Linked DNA regions of Capra hircus: region 2 is linked to region 1. Evidence: chromatin contacts called from public Hi-C data. All regions are on one chromosome and are shown on one strand. The core of a region is the stretch at or near the end of the contact, and the rest is flanking DNA. Distances in the headings are between cores, read along the strand shown.

Region 1 (5,547 bases), core at 2,138-4,637:
CTTCCAGGGGAACCCTAACCACCAGCACAAAATGGACCAGCTTTCCGCCGCCCACCAGGCCCTGCAGAGGTCTCTGGAGGTAAGGGGCCAGCAGAGGGTCTGTGTCAACAGAGGCCAGGTTCCTGGAATCTGTCCACCCCTCCTGAGGACTTTCTCCCTCTTTCCTTCCGTCGTTCCTTCCAACCCTTCTTTTTCTTTCTCCCTTTCTTTCTTTCTTCCCTTCCTCATTTGTTCATGATTGAGCGTCTCCTGTATGCCAGGCAGGATGCTGGGTCCTGAGGATGGAGACACTGTGAGCAGGACAGCGAGCCCCCTGCCTTCCTGGGGCTTAAGTGCCGATGGGTAGATGGACAACAAGTCAGCAACAAGTTAAACAAACGATTCCACATGTCAAACATACGCATCCACAAGTGAAACATACAATTCCGCACGTGCCAGGAGACCAAAGCACGGAGCAGGCCGCACCCACACAGGAGCCTCCTGTCGTGTTTGCTGCGTTCATGCCAGGTTGCAAGTTGGGTCCCGCTGGCTGTGAGCTCTGTCTGCGGCGCCCTCTGGTGGCCACCTGGATCCTTCTTGTGTCTGTGGCGGACTGACCGCGGTGTGGAGGAGGCAATGGCACCCCACTCCAGTACTCTTGCCTGGAAAATCCCATGGGCGGAGGAGCCCGGTAGGCTGCAGTCCATGGGGTTGCGAAGGGTCGGACACGACTGAACGATTTCACTTTGACTTTTCACTTTCATGCATTGGAGAAGGAAATGGCAACCCACTCCAGTATTCTTGCCTAGAGAATCCCAGGGATGGGGGAGCCTGGTGGGTTGCCGTCTATGGGGTCGCACAGAGTCGGACACGGCTGAAGCGACTTAGCAGCAGCAGGGTGGTGTGGGTAGTGGGACAAGCTGAAATGTCTGTCCCAGCCCTACCCTGACGACACTGATTCAAGTGAAGTCCTGGGTCTGCATCTGTAACAAGAGTCCCAGGTGTGCAAAGCCAGCTCTCAGGCATCTGCAGCTCAGGAAAGTGTTTAGTTTAAGGCAGGATTTCTCACCCTTCTGGACCCTGTGTGCTCCATTTTAATAAAGAATTTCTGGCATCGTCTTTGCAACCCTGAAATTCATAGATAGTACAAGTTACCCACACGATTTACAAATTTAATATAATGCTTTTTCTATCATCAAAAAGAGAAATAAAAGCAAACAAATGATAAGAAAATAATATGTTAATAATAACCTATAATGGAAAAAGACTCTGAAAAAGAAAATGTATATATACAGATATCTATATAGATGTATACATATTTATATTGATAGAAATTTAATGAAATCACATTGCTATACACCTGAAACATTGTAAATCAATTATTGCTGTTGTTCAGTTACTCAGTTGTATTTGACTCTTTGCGACCCCATGGACTGCAGCATGCCAGGCTACCCTATCCTCCACTATCTCCCGGAGTTTGCTCAAACTCATGTCTATTAAGTAAACACTGCCATCCAACCATCTCATCTTCTGTTGCGCCCTTTTCCTCCTGCCCTCAATCTTTCCCAGCATCAGGGTCTTTTCCAGTGAGTCAGCTCCTCACATCAGGTGGCCAAAGTACTGGAGCTTCAGCTTCAGCATCAGTCCTCCTAGTGAATAGTCAGGGTTGATTTCCTATTCAACTATATGTCAATGAAAAAATAAAATAATGCTTTTCAATAAAGTAAGTGCTTCTAGATGGCGATCAGAATATACCCACTCTATTTGGCTGCAAAGTGAAGTTCACACCTGTTGTGTTACATGCAGGGGTGAAATGGTTGTGCCACACAGATACCTGTTCAGCTTTAGTAGGCACCAACTGATAGTCTTCCCAAGTGGTTGTACCAGTTTATACCCCACACTGGTGGTGGAAGAGAGCACCCATCGCCCATACCCTCACCCAGACTTGGTACTTCCCATAAAAGCAGAACAGGCTTAGAGGCACTGTAAACCAGACTTGGTCTTTCCGGAGTCAATTCCTTGCATTGTGCAGAAGAGAAGATCAACCTCTCGTGTTCCTCCCTGGGTGGGGAGCCCTGGGGGCCATCTCACCCCAGGGCTCTGGCAGGGCTGAGGGTCCTGCAGGATGGGGTAGCCAGGGGTTTCAGCCTGGTTCCCCTGGGGCTGTTCCACAGGACCTCCTGGAAGGACGCCAGCAGAGCCTGCGGGAACATTGCACCTTCAACCACGATCTGCTGAAGCTGCGGCAGTGGATCTCTGTGATGACACAGAAGCTGGAGGCTTACCGTGGGGACACGGGCCCATGGGATGCCCAGTCCCGGGAGGCTGAGGTTGAGGTAAGATGAATCTCCTCACAGAGATGCTTATTCTCTCCCCTGCATCCCAAAGGCAGGTTCGGGGCGGGCGGAGGGTGGTGAATGGTGCTCTCATACCAGGGAGCAGACACCCCACCACCCCAGGACTTAACTGTGTGTGTGTGTGTGTGTGTGTGTGTGTGTGTGTGTGTACGTGTGTGATTGTATGTCCTTTAGAGGCTGCTGGCTGAATTCCCGGAGAAGGAAGCCCAGCTGCCCGTGATGGAAGCGCTCGGCCGGCTGGTGATGGAGGCGTCTTCTCTGGAGGGAGCTGCTGTGGTCCAAGGGGAGCTGGAGGAGCTGACCAAGTCATGGAGGGCCTTGAGGCAGCTGGAGGAGAGCCTGCTGAGGTGAGAGGGCCTCCTGGGTTGGAGCCTGGTCTCAGACAACCCTCCTTCCCAGCAGGGAGAGCTCAGCCATGTTCCTAGAACAGATGGCTGGGGTTCTGCTGTGTGCCAGGCGTGGTGCCAGGCGCCTCCGGGCATCCCCAGGCAATTCTAAGTAGAGGCAGTAAGAGCAGGGAAGCTTCCCAGTTTAGCCTCCAGCCCCTGCTGGCTGGGGCCTCACCTGCATCGGTAGATATATGCCCCTTGATGATGGTAATGTGAGTCTCGGGCAGGGAACTGGAAACGCAGGTGCCCTGGGGAGCTTCAGCTTCTGACCCGAAGGACAGGCATGGGCTTGTGAGGACCAGAAGTCACCTCCCTCCCCGGTTCTGTTACTTCTCCCGTGATCTGGGAAGTCCCCATCTCATCATCACGTTGACCGGGCGGATTTGACTTCTCAGCCTCATCAGAAACCGGCAGCTGCAGAGGACGACAGAAGTGGATTCAGGGAAGAAAATGATTTTCACCAATAACATCCCAAAGTCTGGGTTTCTCATCCTCCCCACGGATCTTACTTCCCGGCATCGCCGTCAGGTAAGTCCATCTCATGGGCTTCTGGGGAGGGCCCAGATCCGAGTCAGGTGATGGTGGGAAGGTGTCACCAGTAAACCCCCTCCCCGCCTGGGGCCACATGCTCAGCTCAGGACTGGGGCCTGTCCTGTATCTGGTGAGCCTGCCCAGTGGTGACACAAGAGTGCCCTGGGCCACTGGGCAGAGGGACTCTGGGACCCCAGACCCAGGGTCTGCACTGAGGAAGGTCCTGGGCATCTCTAGGGCAGGCAGGCCCTCACCCTCAGAAGATCCGACTGCTTCCCTTGCAGGGAAGAGAGTGTCAGAGTGTGAAGCTTGCTAGCAGCACCAGACTGCAAACTAGAAGTACACACGATAGGTATTTTTGGTGCCCTGGTGGCTCAGATGGTAAACAATCTGCCTGCAATGCAGAAGACCCGAGTTTGATCCCTAGGTTGGAAAGACTCCCTAGAGAAGGGAATGGTAACCCGCTCTAATATTCTTGCTTGGAGAATCCCATGGACTAGAGGAGCCTGGAGGGCTCCAGTCCATGGGGTCGCAAAGAACTGGACACGACTGAACGACTAACACATAACACACAGAAACTACATTTTGTAAAAAGAACTAACCTCACTATATCATATCATCCATCCCTCTCCTTGACAGCCTTTAAAAAAAAAGAACCACAATGAGAAGAAATTAATTCCTTGTTCTTCAAAGACAGCACACTAATTCATTGACACGTCCATTCCTTCTCTCATTTCCCCATCCAGAAAGCTCTTACTGAGTCTTTCTGTGTTCTGAGAACTGTGCTTGGAGCTGGGACACAGCTGTAAATAAAACAGAGATACTTTCAACCCTCAGAGAAGGTAGCATCCAGCACAGAGTTTTTCAGATTGTCGTGTGCATCCAGATCGTACCAAAATGCAGATTCTGATTCAGAAGATCTGGACTGGGACCCCTCACCCTGCTTTTCTACAAGCTCCCAGGTGATGCTAAGCCTGCTAGGCCTTGAAGCACATTTTGAGAAGCAGGGAAGCAGGAACCGCAATGCAATAGAATAAGGGTTTACAGAACACGTGGTTCATGGAGCCAGAAGACCCAGAGGCCACGGCAGCCTGCTGCAGAGTGAAGGACTTGGGGGTAGCGAAGCCCTCCCTGGAGAGATGAAAATGAGATGTTCAGGGCGCCTCACAGCTGAGTGGGAGTCAAGGAGAGGTGGAACGGAGTGTGTTCCATGCAGAGGAGACTGTGCCTGCAAGGACCCGAGGGAGACAGCACCAGCGCCGGGTGCTAGATGGCTGTGGGCCCTGGCTCAGACAATGGGGCAGGTCTCATGAGCCGCAGAGCCAGGCAGGGCCAGAATCTGAGGCTCTCCGGCCGCATCGAGTGTGAGAAGCTACTCAGCTGTGTAAGTGATGGCGTGGCTGAGTGGACTTGCATTTTATTTATTATTTTTATTTTTGTTTATTTTTTAATCGTTGGCTTCACTGAGTCTTTGTTGCAGTGCATGGGCTCTTCATTGCCATGCACGGGCTTTCCCTAGTTGTGGCAAGCCGGGGCAACTCTTCGCTGCAGGGCTCGGGTTTCACACTGAGGCAGCTTCTCTTGTTGCACAGCACAGGCTCCAGGGCATGTGCGCTTCCGTAGTTGTAGCATGTGGGCTTCCGTAGCTGTAGCATGTGGGCTTCCGTAGTTGTAGCGTGTCGGTTCATTAGTTGTAGCTTGTGGGCTCTAGAGCAGAGGTTCTGGTAGGTGTGGCTCACGGCTCAGTTGCCCCGCGGCATGTGGGATCTGAGTTCCCAGACTAGCGATCAAACCTGGGTCCCCTGAATCGACAGGTGGATTCTTAACCACTGGACCACCAGGGAAGTCCCTGGACTTGCATCTTGGACAGATCACTCTGGCCACCTAACTTGAAGAGGGACAGAAGTGGCAGAAGGTGATCACATTGTAGACATCCTGATAAGGGATGATGCTGGTAGCCTTCAGGAGACCAAAGAGGTGGCAGTGGGCAATGTTCTTGGTCCCTAATCATGTCTACATTGAGTAGAGATGCTTTCCTCATCCCTTCGCCCCTCCAGGTGCCTCTTATCTCCCTCTGGGCATCCTCATCCCCCACCCTCTGCTTGGATGGAATTCCCAGGACACATGGCCAGTGGGCTGTTTGCAGAAACTCTGAGGCTTTGACCATGCTGTGCCTTCCTGCAGGCAGGTCTGCTCAGGGAGGAAGGAGGCAGCCATGAGGATTATCCCCAGTCCCTGAGGAACTTTGAGGACTGGTTGCAGAAGGAAAATTCCAAGCTGGTTAGGATCAT
Region 2 (5,547 bases), core at 895-3,394, 80 kb before region 1:
CAACAAACCAAACCGTCTCTCAGCCTCAACCTTTCAGGAGTGTTGTCAGAGCTGTCTTCATCCTCCCGGTGCAAATCACCTGAACTCTTTCCATCAGAAGAGAACTCATTAAACTTTTCGTAACTTACGGCAAGGATCCTCGCAGAGATTTAACAAGGAGATACATGTGGAAGCATTGGGAAAGCAAAGCACATTTTCCAGATGCCCAGGATTGTAATAATTGTTGAACGCCGTCTGTACCCTCAGCTAGACTGCTGTAATCCCAAAGCCTGTGGTAGCAACCCACAGGAGTCAGGGTGATAATAGGAAACACAATTGGACATCTAGAATAATCGAAGGGCAAGGATGAAAGAGGCCCTTTGTGTGTATCTCCTCTGACCCTGTGAATAATTACAACTTAGTAAATGGGTTCTGAGTAGGAGGTGTGGCTGACACTCAGGCATTTAACTCAGGCTAGTTAACCCAGCCTTAACTCTTGAGCTTTGGCATTTGGAAAACAATTTGCCTTGCCCTCCATTTGGAAAACACACACACACACACAGGTCTTGCTTTACAATTTAATCTTAGGACACTGATTTCTACACTGATTTATTCAACAAACATTGATAGAGAGCCTATCAACCTCACTAAGGAACCAAAAGAGGAAAACACCCTCAGGGAAGCCTTAGATTTGGGACAGTTACAGTCACTTCATGGCAAATAGATGGGGAAACAATGGAAACAGTGAAACAGTGACAGACTTTATTTTCTTGGGCCCCCAAATCACTGCAGATGGTGACTGCAGCCGTGAAATTAAAAGATGCTTACTCCTTGGAAGAAAAGCTATGACCAACCTAGACAGCATATTAAAAAGCAGAGACATTACTTTGACTACAAAGGTCTGTATAAAGGTCCGTGTAGTCAAAGCTATGGTTTTCCCAGTAGTCATGTACGGATGTGAGAGCTGGACAAGAAAAAAGGCTGAGCGCCAAAGAACTGAGGCCTTTGAACTGTGGTGCTGGAGAAGACTCTTGAGAGTTCCTTGGACAGCAAGGAGATCCAACCTGTCAATCCTAAAGGAAGAGTGAGTGAAGTGGCTCAGTTGTGTCCTACTCTTTGCGACCCTGTGGACTGTAGCCCGCCAGGCTCCTCCATCCATGGGATTTTCCAAGCAAGAGTACTGGGGTGGGTTGCCATTTCCTTCTCCAGGGGATCTTCCTGACCCAGGGCTCGAACTGGGGTCTCCCACACTGCAGGCAGACTCTGAGCCACCAGGGAAGCCCTAATCCTAAAGGAAATCAACCCTGAATATTTATTGGAAGGTCTGATGCTGAAGCTGAAGCTCCAATACTGTGGCCATCTGATTCGAAGAGCTGACTTGTTGGAAAAGACCTTGATGCTGGGAAACATTGAAGGCGGGAGGAGAAGGGGACGACAGAGGATGAGATGGTTGGATGGCATCACCAACTCAGTGGACATGAGTTTGAGCAAGCTCCCAGAGATAGCGAAGGACAGGGGAGCCTGGCCTGCTGCAGTCCATGGGTTCGAAAAGAGCCGGAGTCGACTGAGGGACTGAAGAACCACCACCTAACTCTTCATCTGCAGAATGGGAGCAGCCACACCTAAATTGTGAAGACTGGAGTTCACGTGGTACAAGGGTTCTGCAAGTTGTATCCTTCACGTGAGTCGCTTTCATCTCCGTTCAAAGGAAACGGAACCTCTCGCGCAAACCTCTAATTACTACTCTGACAAAGATCAGCGCTGGGGGGGAGGACGGTCCAAAGGCCTGCAAGTGCTGGGAGCACAAAGGCAAAGGCAGATGAGATTTAGAGGTTAAGGAGTTGGGAGACCCTGGATCTGGGATTCGCAGGAGCGTCGGAGGAAGTGTCCGCTGGGGGGCGGGGCGCACGGGGAGGCCGAGGAGAGCACATTAGTGGACCTGGGGTCTGTGGGAGGTCGATCACGGGCGGGATTCACATTCCTGGTGACTCAGCCCCCATCGCCTCCCCTCGGTATCCTGGGGTCCTCCCACCGGAGCCTGGGGCGGGAACATCCCTGGCTTGGAGGCTCCCGGGACGGTGGAGTGGGAGGGGCCGGATGGGGCGCCCCCACCGTCACGCTGGTTGATAGGTGTCACTTCCTCCTTGGATTTCGCGCCTCCGGGAGGGGGGTGTCCCAGCCTTTGCCCCCACCTCGGCTCAGAGAGGGCAAGACCCACCAGGCCCCCAACCCCCTCCCTAAGGCTAGGCGCACAGAGGAATTCGGCAGCTCCGCACCGTCTCTAAGGATGAGACCCAGGCGGAGGCAGGAAGGTGGCCAGGACTCAGGGCGGCTCCCGAGCGGGAGAGGGCAGCCCTGGGCGCGTGACCAGGGGTGAGAGTCGGGAGTCCCCATGACAGCGCTCTCTTCCCCTGCACCCCCGGGGAGGGGGTCTGCGAAGGCTCCCGCCGAGCTGAGCCCGGGCCTCCGGGCCCTCCGCCGAGCGCGCGGATCGCCGCGCGCCTCTTGCCCGCCCAGCCGCCTCGGCAGGGCCCTGGGGGCGGCTCGCGTGGCGGGTCCGGAGGGGACTGGGCGGGGCGGGGGCGTGTCCGGGCCCCGCCCCGGCCCCGCCACGCTCCGGAGCCGCCCGGGACGCAGGGAGGAGGAGGGTGGCTCGGCCCGGACTGCCCGCGGCGCCGCGCTCCTGCAAGCTCCCGTCCGGGTAAGTGGCGTGGGGCCGGGGGACCAGAACAGGGACCGGAGGGTCAGATCCTCAACACCCACCCCGGCCCAGCCCTGGTGACCCCCCTCACCAACCGCACGCCAGGAATCGTGATCGCCGAAAGTCAAGGGGACCTGGAGAGGCGCGCCGGGGCGCGGGGGCGGGGGCCCTGCTGTGACAGCTGCGGGCGGGCGCGTATTTTTAGTTTAAACCCAACCGTTCCCTGCCGCCTGCGAAATCCCCGAACGTTTTCGCTCCCCGACCCTCCCCGAAGGAGCAGCCTGTAAGCCCCGGGCAGCACGTCCCCGCAGGGTCGGGCGCCGCCTCCAGTCTTCATTCTGCCTCCGCTTGGGGCAAGCGGACCTGTCACTGCGCCGCGTGTCCCCGACCCGGGCGGTGAACGCCGGCAGGAATACCCGCTCCCGGCCACCGCGAGCTCGCTCCGTAGTGCCTGCCTGAGAGATCCCCGCACCCACGGTGGGAAGGTGAAGTCGCACTCGCAGGCAGGACCGGTTTAGTTCAGAATCCCCGGAGCTGTGCAGCCTTGGGCAAGCTTCTCCGCCTCTCTGAGCCTCATCCCAGTATCTCTAAAGGCGGGGAGAGTGAGACCAGAAATCGCCTGTAGGGCCTGAAGGAGCCCCACATGGTTGCCGATTCCTCTTAAGAATCTTCAGATTTTGATTCCGAACAGCGGACCTGGTGTATATGGCCCTTTGGCCAACCCATTAGTATTGAGTGCCCCGCACAGCCCACTGACCTCCCTTCCAAAATTCTAAGGCGGGGATTACAACCCGGCTGGGGTGATCATGAATGTCATTGTTTTACTACTTTGGCTCTGAAGCGCTGGCCCAGGACTGCCCTGGGACCCTCTCCCAGGTTCCTCCTGGCACTACTGATGGGCCTTTTACAGCCAAGGGCTGCCAGTTGGGGAGCCTGACATGCCCACGGGGCATGCCACATTTCTCCGAATGAGGAAAAGAGGAGACAGTGGGGAAAAGTGACTGTCACAGAATCGCTGCTTTTCTGAGCCTGGCAGCACAGCCTCCTTCAAACCTTAAGAGGAGAGGAAACAGGTCCAGAGAGAGTGAGTGATTTGCCCAGAGCCACACAGCCAAGAACAGAAGTTAACTCTGCAAGGGTCCAGCCTCACCTCCTGCACAACTAGGGGCACAGCCAACGGCTGGCTATCAGTGATCAGGCGCTGAGAGGCAGAGCAGGGAGTTGCACCGCGTAAACAGGCGGTTTTGCTCTGTTTCCTGGAACTGTGCCCCCGTGGGTCTCTCTGACACGTGTAGCTCTGTGCATTCCTCAGGCAGGCCCGCTCTCAGGCAGACCGCCACAGCTGCGCCAAGGCTGCTGGCCCCGGGGCCTTGTTTGCAGCCAAAGAGGCCCCTTGGAGGGCAGCTGGAGCGGGTGTGGGCCAGGAAGGCTTATTTCTGGAACTCATTCCTCTCTTGCTGGGGGTCCTGAGGAGAGGCCCTGCGGATTTGCTGGTGGCTCAGAGGGGGAGTGGTGAGAATCTGGGCTCAGGTTTCTGCCTGGGGGTACAGGCTGGCCTCTAGCCCCTGCAGGCACCCTTGAGGGGAAGTTTGAGTTCCTTCCATCTCCATGGGAACAAACCTCTAGCCCTGGTGCTTTGCGTGTTCTGCCACAGCTGGGGACCTGTCCTTGTCTGGGTGGCCTCCGGATACAGAAACCTGGGGTGGGGGCTTTTGGGGGATTATGGCTTGGCTGCGGGATGACCTCCATTCTGGTGAGGCCAGACTGGGCAGGCCCAGAGTCACCTCCAAAGCGGCCTGGGAGCCCCTGGGAGCCCCGTGGGCAGAGGGGCCTCCTGTGCGGCTCACGTGTCAGACTGGCTGGCCCAGCCCTGTGTTAACCTTTCCCCAGCTGTGTGACCGTGGAAACGTCACTTCACCTTTCAGAGCTTCAGTTTCTTTCGTCGAGAGATGGGATGACTATAGCACCTGCTGAGAGAATTAAATGGGACTTGCCTTCAGAAGCGTTCTGTGGGGTGTCAGACTCAGCCCCTGGGAGCAGGTGTCACAGTTCGGGGTGATGGCGGGGGTCTGGTTGGGACACCTGAGCGTCAATTCTGCCCTCAATTCTGCCCTCTTCCCCTTTGCTTTGATGTCCCCATGTCTGTCAAATGGCGGGTGGCCTTGGATTACCTCCCTCTGAGCTCTTCCAGCCATGAAAGCTGGTCCTTGACCCAGCAGAGAGATTACAGAGGGGCCAGCAAGGGACTCCAGGGGACTCCCGGCTCAGGAAGCATTTCCTGTCTCTCATCTCCTAGGATTCTGACTGCAGGCCAGGCTGCCACTCCTGGCCCAGGTACAGATGAGAGGAGAGATTCCTCCGAGGCCAGGAGTGGTAGAGCCAGGATTTGAACTCAGGGCAGCCTCTTTTCTTTTCTTTTTCTTTCTTTTTTTTAATTGAAGTGTACTTGGTTTACAATGTTGTGTTAATTTCTGCTGCACAGCAAAGTGATTCAGTTATGCATATATATTCTTTTCCATTATGGTTTATCATGAAAGTGAAGTGGAAATGTTAGTTGCTCAATCGTGTCCGACTCTGCTCCAGAGACTTCCACTCCATCCCTTCCCAGACACCTCCCTTTGGCCACCACAAGTCTTGAACTCAGGGCTGGATGCTCTTCACTCCAACCACACCGCCTGTCTCAGGACAATCTTATATGTTAATTATCGGGAGAACAGTACTGATGAGGCAGGATCCAGTTGCCATTAAGACTTTGGCATTTGCTAAAAGAAGTGGATTCCAAACCTTTTTTTTTTCCCCTATAACATCTAAAAGGAGCCCAGCTGGACCACTGAGAGAAGAACCTGAGGGGAGCCATTGGAAGTTAG

What was found. Hi-C and Micro-C count contacts between places; a contact is called where the count stands out from the background.
Region 2: a Hi-C map of blood shows a contact between it and region 1, with 2.7 times the contacts expected there. The contact joins the promoter of SYNE3 here to the enhancer-like site in region 1. A contact is called at or near these places in 2 of 5 Hi-C or Micro-C datasets (both in blood).

What each region holds. Positions count from the first base shown.
Region 1 is chr21:59,632,736-59,638,282 of ARS1.2, reverse strand. It overlaps SYNE3 (nesprin-3), which reads left to right. Exons shown (of 18, transcript XM_018066222.1): 11 at 1-79; 12 at 2,154-2,315; 13 at 2,511-2,683; 14 at 3,121-3,253; 15 at 5,441-5,547. Among named protein-coding and RNA genes, the nearest start is that of SYNE3, 79 kb to the left of the region's middle. Within about 2 kb of position 3,387, at least 1 of the 5 cell types and tissues checked has an H3K27ac peak or open chromatin away from gene starts, as enhancers often do.
Region 2 is chr21:59,711,443-59,716,989 of ARS1.2, reverse strand. It overlaps SYNE3 (nesprin-3), which reads left to right and starts at 2,144. Exons shown (of 18, transcript XM_018066222.1): 1 at 2,144-2,352.